2 separate regions of the Macaca mulatta genome follow, and region 1 is linked to region 2. A link is a contact called in public Hi-C data. All regions are on one chromosome and are shown on one strand. The core of a region is the stretch at or near the end of the contact, and the rest is flanking DNA. Distances in the headings are between cores, read along the strand shown.

What was found. A called contact is a pair of places that touch in the nucleus more often than the background predicts.
Region 1: a contact with region 2 is called in a Hi-C map of fetal cortical plate, with 2.1 times the contacts expected there. The contact joins the promoter of ODC1 here to the enhancer-like site in region 2. A contact is called at or near these places in 5 of 14 Hi-C or Micro-C datasets (blood, fetal cortex germinal zone, fetal cortical plate and 2 more).

What each region holds. Positions count from the first base shown.
Region 1 is chr13:114,365,347-114,370,239 of T2T-MMU8v2.0, reverse strand. It overlaps ODC1 (ornithine decarboxylase 1), which reads right to left and starts at 3,510. Exons shown (of 12, transcript NM_001198686.2): 1 at 3,403-3,510; 2 at 406-515; 3 at 182-300. The coding sequence starts at 283. LOC114671773 reads left to right here and starts at 3,658. Exons shown (of 2, transcript XM_077960146.1): 1 at 3,658-4,136; 2 at 4,290-4,893. The coding sequence starts at 3,658. The coding sequence ends at 4,116. It overlaps LOC114672021 (small nucleolar RNA SNORA42/SNORA80 family), which reads right to left and starts at 2,129; the gene lies at 1,996-2,129.
Region 2 is chr13:114,164,922-114,169,818 of T2T-MMU8v2.0, reverse strand. The region is part of intron 10 of NOL10 (nucleolar protein 10); the gene reads right to left. Among named protein-coding and RNA genes, the nearest start is that of NOL10, 39 kb to the right of the region's middle. Within about 2 kb of position 2,583, at least 3 of the 40 cell types and tissues checked have an H3K27ac peak or open chromatin away from gene starts, as enhancers often do. A contact at or near this core is called in fetal cortical plate, where this site is marked.

The DNA.
Region 1 (4,893 bases), core at 2,261-4,760, 200 kb before region 2:
TCCTGCTCTTTTGAGTCTAGCCACTGATATGAATATCACTATTAATTTACCACCAGTGAATTAATTTCTACATTCCGTAACAAGACACAGAAGCCTCACCGCTCTTCCTCAGACCTTGCCAAAGTTTTCCACTTGCCTGGCATTCTCAGCTGCACTGCCAGCATGGGTCTCATATACTTACAGAAAAAGAAACTTCATTAATTTTTTGGTCCAGAATGTCCTTGGCAGTAAAACCTTCATCGAGGAAGTGGCAGTCAAATTCTTCATTACCAAAGTTGTTCATGATTTCTTGATGTTCCTCTGAAATGCAACAAAATGCAAATAGAGCGGAGAAATTCACTCAGAAGCCTTAGCAATACAATTCTTAAGATTAACCTGCAACCCAAATGTAAACTGAACACTTACATGGAAAACTAAGAGATGGAATTCAAAGAAATATTTCCAGCTTCTCACAAAGGCAACTCTCCAGGAATTCCAAATCCCTCTGCGTGTGCCCTTGGAGCAGCAGTGACAATCTGTGAAATAAAACAGGGAATTTGCTGTCTACCTTAGGAACACATCAAGTTGAAGATGGGGCACTGGCCGAGCACACGCAGAGCTAATCATACCCCGGATATAAATCACTCACTAGCCTGGTGATCCCAATTATTACTAGGTATAAGGCACATGATTTCATAAACCTTGGCAGTATAAGGACACCACAAATTCAATACCAGGTTTTGCCAAGGCAGCACACTAAGCATTTCAAATATTTGTACCAAAAAAAAGTAGAACGCAAGTTTCAGAAGCTTATCTGCACTTAGCTCACTGATATGGAAAAAGTTTTATAATGGTCTGCTTTATTTCAGAGCAGTTTCAGTTCTTTAGAAACTTAAAATAGCATTATAGACTTTTTCTTTTTTTTTTTTTTTTTTGAGACGGAGTCTCACGCTGTCACCCAGGCTGGAATACAGTGGTACAATCTTCGCTCACTGCAACCTTTGCCTCCCAGGTTGAAGCGATTCTCCTGCCTCAGCCTCCTGAGTAGCCAGGATTACAGGCGCCTGCCACCACATCCCACAAATTTTTCTGTTTTTTAGTAGAGACAGGGTTTCACCACGTTGTCCAGGCTGGTCTTGAACTCCTAACCTCAGGTGATCCACCCACCTGGGTCTTCCAAAGTGATGAGATTACATTATAGCCTTTATATACAGCCATACAAACATCTTGCTATTTCCTACTTCCACTAAGTCTTAGAATGATTTTTACTGACCAACAGGCATCATGGAAATGTCTGGAGCATTTGAGATTTTACAAGTTAATTTTCAGGTATTAGCTGGGTATATACTTCTTAAAAACTGTAATCCTCAAGTCAATTTATCACATTGTATTACAGTTGCTGTTACCTAATTAGAATTCAGTTTTTTAAAAATTTTTAAATTAAAAAAATTTTTTTTTTGAGACGGAGTTTTGCTCTTGTTGCCCAGGCTGGAGTTCAATGGTGTGATCCCGGCTCACCTCAACCTCCGCCTCCCAGGTTCAAGCGATTCTCCTGCCTCAGTCTCCCGAGTAGGTAGGATTACCGGCATGCGCCACCACACCCGGGCCTCGGCTAATTTTGTATTTTTAGTAGAAACGGGGTTTCTCCATGTTAGGCTGGTCTTGAACTCCCGACCTCAGGTGATCTGCCTGCCTCAGCCTCCCAAAGTGTTGAGATGACAGGCGTGAGCCACCGCGCCCGGCTAGAACTCAGTATTCTGAAACCAGCATTGCCTACCAAGTTTAGCAATTCCGGAATGCCAACTGTTCTTACAGGCACTCTCATATTTGCTTAGCTATGAGAATAATTTGGGGCTAACTTCACCAATAAGAAAAATAAGCAAGAACATCACGCTAGTAACAATAAAAGCCACTGTATTTTGATTTCATCAAATGTGACACACTGGTGAACCAGTTTTCTTAAAATTATTTATTTTAACCTTTAAAAATTTCTGCAGGTAGAGCTTTCTTCTTTTCCACTGTGCAACCCACTTCAGTGCCAGCAGCCTACAGGCACAGAGGCCAGGCAATGGTTCGGGGACAGTTTGCTCTGGCATGGGGTACTATGACAGGCCCAGGGGGACGGGCCTGTCATAAATCCAAACCCATGCATGGAATTTGCTTTAAAGCTCTATCTATTGTGACTACTCGGCAGTGTCAACCTCGGAAGTTGCCTAAATCACCCCTCGGAGAAGGCAAGAGAGTAACAACGCTAGCAAAACCATTTTTGTTATAGAAATGGTTATATATTGTTTATATAAAGAATATTTACAATTTAATAATAAATAGGCTTACGCAGACACGGACGGGGTCATTTAAGGCCTTGTTACATATTTTTAAGGCAATGTTCAGGCCTAAACTTGGAAAGTTTCGATTTCTTTTTAATATGCCAACACTTTTTTGCTTTTTCTGTATCTTTTAAAGCGTTACTTAAGTAACTTACTTGAATATATTTTACTGAAGAGCACCTTTTGGTCTTTCTGTAACAGCTATTTAAAATGGCGAATCAATTAGCACAAGACGGTAATGTTAGAAGAGAGAGCGGCTAATTCAAACAAACTTTCAAAAAATGTTCACAAATCAATTAAAGTCTGCCCAATTTTATGTTTAAACAAAGTCAGCCAACACATTCTTTGTCCTCCCCAGACATTCCTGAGAGGTTCTGCCTTCTACACTTTCACCAATTATTTCGGGTTCGCAAACAGCACAATCAGCCTTTTCTGAAAACCTTAGGGCTGGCTCCCCTGTGTACGTCCGTTCATCTGAGCCAAGCTTTTCCGAGATCACCGAGTCATTCAGAGTCCTTAAATAAACACCTCTAAGTCATGGCTGGCCGAGCAGCTAATATCACAGCTACTACAAGACTATCTTAGCTCTACCCACACTCGCGGGTTTCCAAATTGGTGTCATCTGCTCTGTAGACACAGCGAAAATAAAAACTGGAAGGAAACTGAAGGCGCCAAGGCCGGGGCCCCGCTCGTCTGTACCGAGGCGAGTCCGGGCTCTGCGCCCCTGCACCTGCTGCGCGCCCGCCAGGGCCTCCTCAACGGCTCCCCGGCCCGCGCGCGGCCGCCGACGGGTTGGGAAAGGAGGACGGCGCGGAGACGCAGAATCCCTGGGAGGGTCTCCGCCAGGCCCCTCCAGCCCCGAGCTGTGAAGACGGGGGCAGGACGCGGCGCCCGGGTCACCCCTATCCAGCCGCGGGAGATCCCCGGGCCGGGAGGAAGCGGCGCCCCAAGGTCGTGGCCCGTTCGGCGACCACGTGTCTCCGCAGGCCGGCGAGGCGCGCCGCACACGTGCCCGGGGCCCGCCGCCCGCCGCCCGCCCCGGCTCCCGCCTCCCGCCTCGCTCCCTCCCTTCCTCCGCAGCCGGGCGGTCCCTCACCTCAGAGCGCCCGGGCGCCGCGGGCCAGCCCCATGGGGAAATGCAGACGCCGGAGCCTGAGCCGCAGCCGCAGGAGCGCTCGGCCGCCCCCGCCGCGCCCGTCAGCGCCTGGCTCCCGCCCGCCGGAGACGCCGGCCCGAGGTGGCGCCGGAGCTGCTGGCACAGGGGCGGCGGGCGGCGGCGGCGGCGGCTACAGGAGGGACTGACAAAGCCACACGGCGCGCAGCTCCCTACTTATAGCGCCGGCGGGTCGCCATGGAGACGCACCAGCTCAAACCAGCCACGATCGGTTCCGGCCGGGACGCCGCCGAGGGAGGGGCGGGGGCTCGGCGGTGGCCAACCCAGGCCCGCGAGGAGCTGGTGGGGCGCTGGCGGGCCGACGTCAGCGGAGCCGAGCACCGCCCGCCCCACGCGTGGCCCCCGCCCCCGGCCTCGCGCCCCGCCCTCCCCACCCTGCGGCGGCCTCGCCCCGCCCCGCCCTGCGGCGGTCCGCCCGCCTGGAACTGGTCCGCGCACGCGCACGACGCCGCAGGCCCCGGCCCGCGGCCGCTGAATGGCGGAGACTGTCCCTGCACAGCTGTGCTTCCACCTGGCCTTCAGTGCCTCGTGCCCGAGAGCGGAAAAGGGAAATCGCGAGCGGAGCACCGGTGTGCTGGCCACGTGGGCCCCGCCGGGCCGACTCGACCGTGCTGTCGCCCGCCGCTCCAGTGCTAAGGGACCTGGAAGAGATCCCGGTGCAGCTCCGCTCCCACCAGCGAGGGAGCAGAGGCGCGGGAGGGAAGGGGCGTCCCGGGGGTCGCCAGCACGCTGGGGGCACGGCTGGCAGCCTCCCCCACGCCCCCACGCTGGAAGCCTCGTCTTTGTAACATCCGGTGTCCTGTAACTAGATGGGTCCTGTCCTGCGGAGGTGGTTTCCCCTGTGAAGCCAGAGATTCACCCAGGAGCGTGAGGGGAGCCGGGTCCTGAACCCCCAAGCCGCCCACTACCCTCTACTTTACCGGATGGAATTCATCAGTAACTAGGTATCTTTAAGGGCGGCTCCCTGGCGCGCTCTGACAGTTACGGAAGTCCCAAAATGCTTTGACCGAAAACGTCTAACAGTGAATACATAAGGCAAAAAGCCGCGTGGGAAATTCGAGTCCCTAGGAGCGCCCGGGGGATGCCTCTGGAGGTGGACTGCCACTCACCCCAGGCCACGCTGGAATGCCCCCACCAGGCAGGCACTGGACTTGAATTGGGGACACTTTTTTTTTTCTTTTTCATTTTTTCATTTTTTACCATTTTGGACAATCCAGACAGGTTATGTCTCTCCCTAGGGTGGGGATTTCGACTGACCGGAGTGTGGCCGATGAAGAGTTAAAGAGAGGAGAGGGTAGATCTAGATCTAGTCCTGGGTGGGTAGGGGTGGGGTTGCAGGAGCTCAGAGCACTGGCCCAGCCCTGCCCCCAACTTGCTGTGTTCTCTTGGACAAGTTACCTCCCTTCTCTGGGC
Region 2 (4,897 bases), core at 1,334-3,833:
GCTGAGTGAATAGAGTCAATTATCACTCAAGCAGGAACTCAATACTATCTTTTTTTTGAGACAGAGTCTTGCTCTGTCACCCAGGCTGGAGTGCAGTGGTGTGATCTTGGCTCACTGCAAGCTCCGCCTCCTGGGTTCACGCCATTTTCCTGCCTTAGCCTCCCGAGTAGCTGGGACTACAGGCGTCCGCCACCATGCCCAGCTAATTTTTGTATTTTTAGTGGAGAGGGGGTTTCGCCACGTTAGCCAGGATGGTCTTGATCTCCTGACCTCATGATCCGCCTGCCACGGCCTCCCAAGGTGCTGGGATTACAGGTGTGAGCCACCGCACCCGGCCTCAATACTATCTTACCACGTCTTGCCCACAACTCAAAAGTGTGAGCTAGACCTGAACTGGGACCAACAGGTCACCAAAAATATATGCACACAAAACTCATAGACACACACACACACCCCCTGTAAAAACATCTAAAAGCACCTAACGAAGTCTAAAAAAGCAAGAATAATGTCTACATTAAACCAAAACAAAATCGGAGCTGTTTTGCATAGCTTGTAACCCCTGCAGAATCTTTCATCTTAGCACTTTTTCTGGCCTTCCAAACAATGTTCACTGAGGTCATGATGGATGGAAACGGCCTCTACTGATTGTGCTTCCTAGGTCTCCACTAACAGCTCTGCCGAAAGATCTCCAGGAGCCTTCAGACATAATTAAAGAAGTTCTGGGGATAGAAGCCCCATCTTTACTACCACAAGGAAGGTTCCTACTAAAGACCTCTCCTAAGCCTTCTCCACTGGCTCAACCCTGAACACTCAACAATGAACATTCCACAATGAAATACAACAACACCTACCAACAAACCACAGAAAGTGCTCTAATGTAATTACACAAAAAATTCAGACTGCACACAGCTAGATTGTTTTCTAAAACGGGGGAGGATCTCACATAGCCACATATGGCTAATGATATAAGTAGGTCTACTACGAAACTCAAGTGAGGAGGGTCAGGGCTGAAAGTAATTATGAATGAGAAAAAGAACATCATAGAGCCCAAAGAGTATGAGCAGCTTCTAACAAGTACAAACAGAAAAATAAACGGGTGAAAGCAAGTCTTAGTTCAGCAGAAATTAAGATAATCAAGGCAGAAGAAGAGAAGAGCATGAGCACCGTGGCAGGCAAGTCACATTATCAGCAAGTTACCTCCCTTGCTCAGGGCCACCACATAGCTAATAAGTAGAGCCACTGACAGTCGACCAATTCCAAAGCTCCATAACACGGGACTCTGACATTTCATCAACTAAGATAAAACTAAAAGACCTCTTGCATGATCAAATAAGAAACCATTTTTAAAAAGTCAGTATAAATACCACATGGCAAAGTGAAAGATGTGTTTAATACAATGTCAAACTAAAAAGCAAAAGGTAACCATAAGTACAGTGTGAGGACAACTTAAAACATATGAACACAGGATTAATATGGTTTCACTCATGAAGACAGTAATAGTATGTAATAGTACGTGTAAAGAGTTTGTGGCATTGAGGACTTTTTTCCTTTAAATTTATTTTAGTGTTGTTTATTATTGTTTCCACAATAAAACTATGCATTTTTAAAGGAAGGAAAAGATATCACCTAGAGTCAAAAGAACACATTTCCAATATGAACCAGTACACTATAGTGTCTAGTATGCAGTGTACTGTACACTGTAATAATACAATAAAAGAGAATTTGACAAAGTAGTGCCCTCCCCAGAAACATGCATGAATCAGTACTCATCTGCATGTGCTCTGGGGACTAAAGGACTCACTGAAGTTCACGACACAAACACAGTGCTCTACAGCTGCTCAAACTGTGTCCCCAGAGCCAGACTGCAAACTGTCACCAGGCCAGGAAATAAGCGCAGAAATTGAAAAGAAGCATTTAGAAACCTGCAGTTCAACACTGCAGTGACATCCAAACGTGTGATCATATTCCTAGTAATTCATTTGTATTGTATTTTACAGATGTATCAAGGTACAGTGGATTAGAAACTTTGAAACAAAACAAAAAACCAAAATCCCGGTCTTCGCCAAACATGTTGGGAAGCGCTGCACAAAAACATATGGCATCAGTCACTGCCTTGAACAGCTCAGAGGAGACAGGCTGTGCACACAGAACTGTGCCAAAGGGGACTGGCAGGGGTGCTGCTGCCCTATATAGAACCTAAAATGAAAGTATGGGGCATTTGAGTTTACTATACAAGGCACCAAAGATATTTACAGATGACCCCAACAGTTCTCCACGTATTTAGAGGGCACTGATAGGGAATAAAAGACTTTTTCACATTTACCAGTAGAGGCAGTCTCCAACAGCCCTGTAAAGCAGGTGAGAATGCTGAGGTTGGGGAATTTCCACCACTATTAAGGCTGAATTGGGTCTTTCTTGAGCCCAGTGCCCATGTTCTTTGCTCTCTACCAAAGGTTCTGAAACCACCAATGCTGATTCCACAGGTCTGGAATGGGACTCAAGACACACGTAAGCTTTACAAGCTCCCCGTGTCGTGAATCTGATGCACACCCAAGTCATAGAGCCATGCAGTCTCTTCAAGTGCCCTGACCCGCATGGAGCAGCTGCTCACTGTACAGGTGGCCGGATGAGCCATACAAGCAGGGCCCTGAACAAGGCAGGAAGGCGGAACCATTTCCCAACATACTGAGCAGCCTTGGTATAAGAAAAATATTACAAAACCATAATCATGATTATGCTTCAATTACTCCAAAATGAGTAAGTGAAAAGAAAAAAGAAAGACAGTTTCAGCTTTTCTAAACTATGATTAAGCCCACAATGATTAAGCACAGACACAAAGAGTACCGCTGGAGGAAAAGGTGTGGGAAAGCAAGGAATAGCAGAGCGCATGAACCTGCCACACTCAGATCCAAGCCACAAAGAAGGGGCGCCTACTGGTCTTGCTTTGCTTGCTCTCTTATGAAAAATTATTTGGCTAGCTTTTCTACTCTTGATTAACCTCTTACGAGTTATTAGATAGTAACAGTCATTCGTTTGTCCGAAACATCATGCTTGGAATTGTTAGTTTGCATCAACCTTACCCCTCTCGGATACTGCGACTATCTGGAGACCCCAGCAGCCTGCACATTACTCTTGCCCCAAATTTAATCTAAACTTAATTAAGTCTTTAGACTTAACTTCGATTTTAGAAAAAATACAGGGTAGAGGATCAAATTAAACAACATCATGAGAAAAAAAAAATCACATAAATCGAGGATGAGGGATATTCTGAGACCACTGGCCTGATCTTTAAAAAGTCAACGTCATGGAGAAGAAAAGAAAAAGATGTGGGGGACTATTCTGGATTGAAAGAAACTAAAGATATACAATAGCTAAATGTAACACACAACCTCAGTTATATCCTGGTTCAAAAAAAACAACAAAAAACAAAAACAAAAACAAAAAAACCCACACCTAACAAGGGTGTATGGAGAACAATTAGGAAAACCTGAAAATGGACTGGATGTAAGATAATATTAGAAAAAGGGCTGCCATTTTTATTAGGCACGATAAGGGACCTAATAATTTCAATGATTTTCAGGAGATCAATGCCACCCTCAGTGCAGGTAAGTGCCACCATGTCTGCAGCTGGCTTTTGAGTGATTCCACAAAGACACCAGAACAACCACAGAAGCACCAAGATAAATAAATCAGTTATGGTGAAGATAACAATAACAAACATTGGGGAGAGAATATAAAGATGTTCATTCTACCACTTTTTCAACTTTCCTGTATGTTTGAAAATTTTTTTTTTTTGAGAGAGTCTTGCTCTGTTGCCCAGGTTGGAGTGCAGTGGCATGATCTCGGCTCACTGCAACCTCCGCCTCCTGGTTTCAAGCAATTCTCCTGCCTCAGCCTCAGCTACGTTTGTATTTTTGGTAGAGACAGGGTTTCACCATGTTGGCCAGGCTAGTCTCGAACTCCTGACCTCAAGTGATCTGGACGCCTCGGCCTCCCAAAGTACTAGGACTACAGGCGTGAGCCACTGCGCCTGGCCTGAAATTTTTCATAATTAAATACTGTGGATAAAGTGACCTTTTTTGTTTGTATTAGTAATATGGACCAGGGATCAGCAAACTGTCTCTGTAAAGGGCCGGGCAGTAAACACTTTAGGCTTTGCAGCCCACCTGGTCACTGTTAAAATTACTCACCTCTGCCACAGTGCTGCAAAAGCCACATGGACAATGTATAAACGAACAAGGGTGGCTGTGTTCACATAAAACTTTATGCTGAAAGACACTGAAATCTGAATTTCAGTCACAAAAATTTGAATTTCCATGTCATAAAATATTACTGTTCTTTGATTTTTTTTCCCCAACCATTTAAAAATGTAAAACCCATTCTTAACTCAAAGGCTGCAAACTACCAAGTGGTGGACTGGATTCAGCCTATAGGTCAGTTTGCCAAATAGACTTTTTAAAATGCAACTCATTAAGAATGTTTTCTGACCAAACTGTCAAACATTTCTTCATAAATATTACTGTAATAAGTAACTATTAAAATCACTGTGCTACAAATGCTTCTACAATTAAAATGTTATCAACATAATTTTTTTTTTTTTTTTTAGGTCTTGCTTTGTCACCCAGGCTGGAGTACAGTTAGTTTCGAGATCATAGCTCACTGTAAACTCAAACTCCTGGGCTCAAGCAATCCTCCTGCTTCAGCCCTCTGAGTATCTGGGACTACAGGCGTGTGCCACTGCTCCTGCTAATTTCTTTTATTTTTAGTAGACACAGGGTCTTGCTATGTTGACAAGGCTGGTCTTGAACTCCTGGACTGAAGTGATCCTCCTGCCTCAGGATTATAGGCACGATGGGATTATAGATGTGAGCCACTGCGCTAGGCCATAATAATCTTC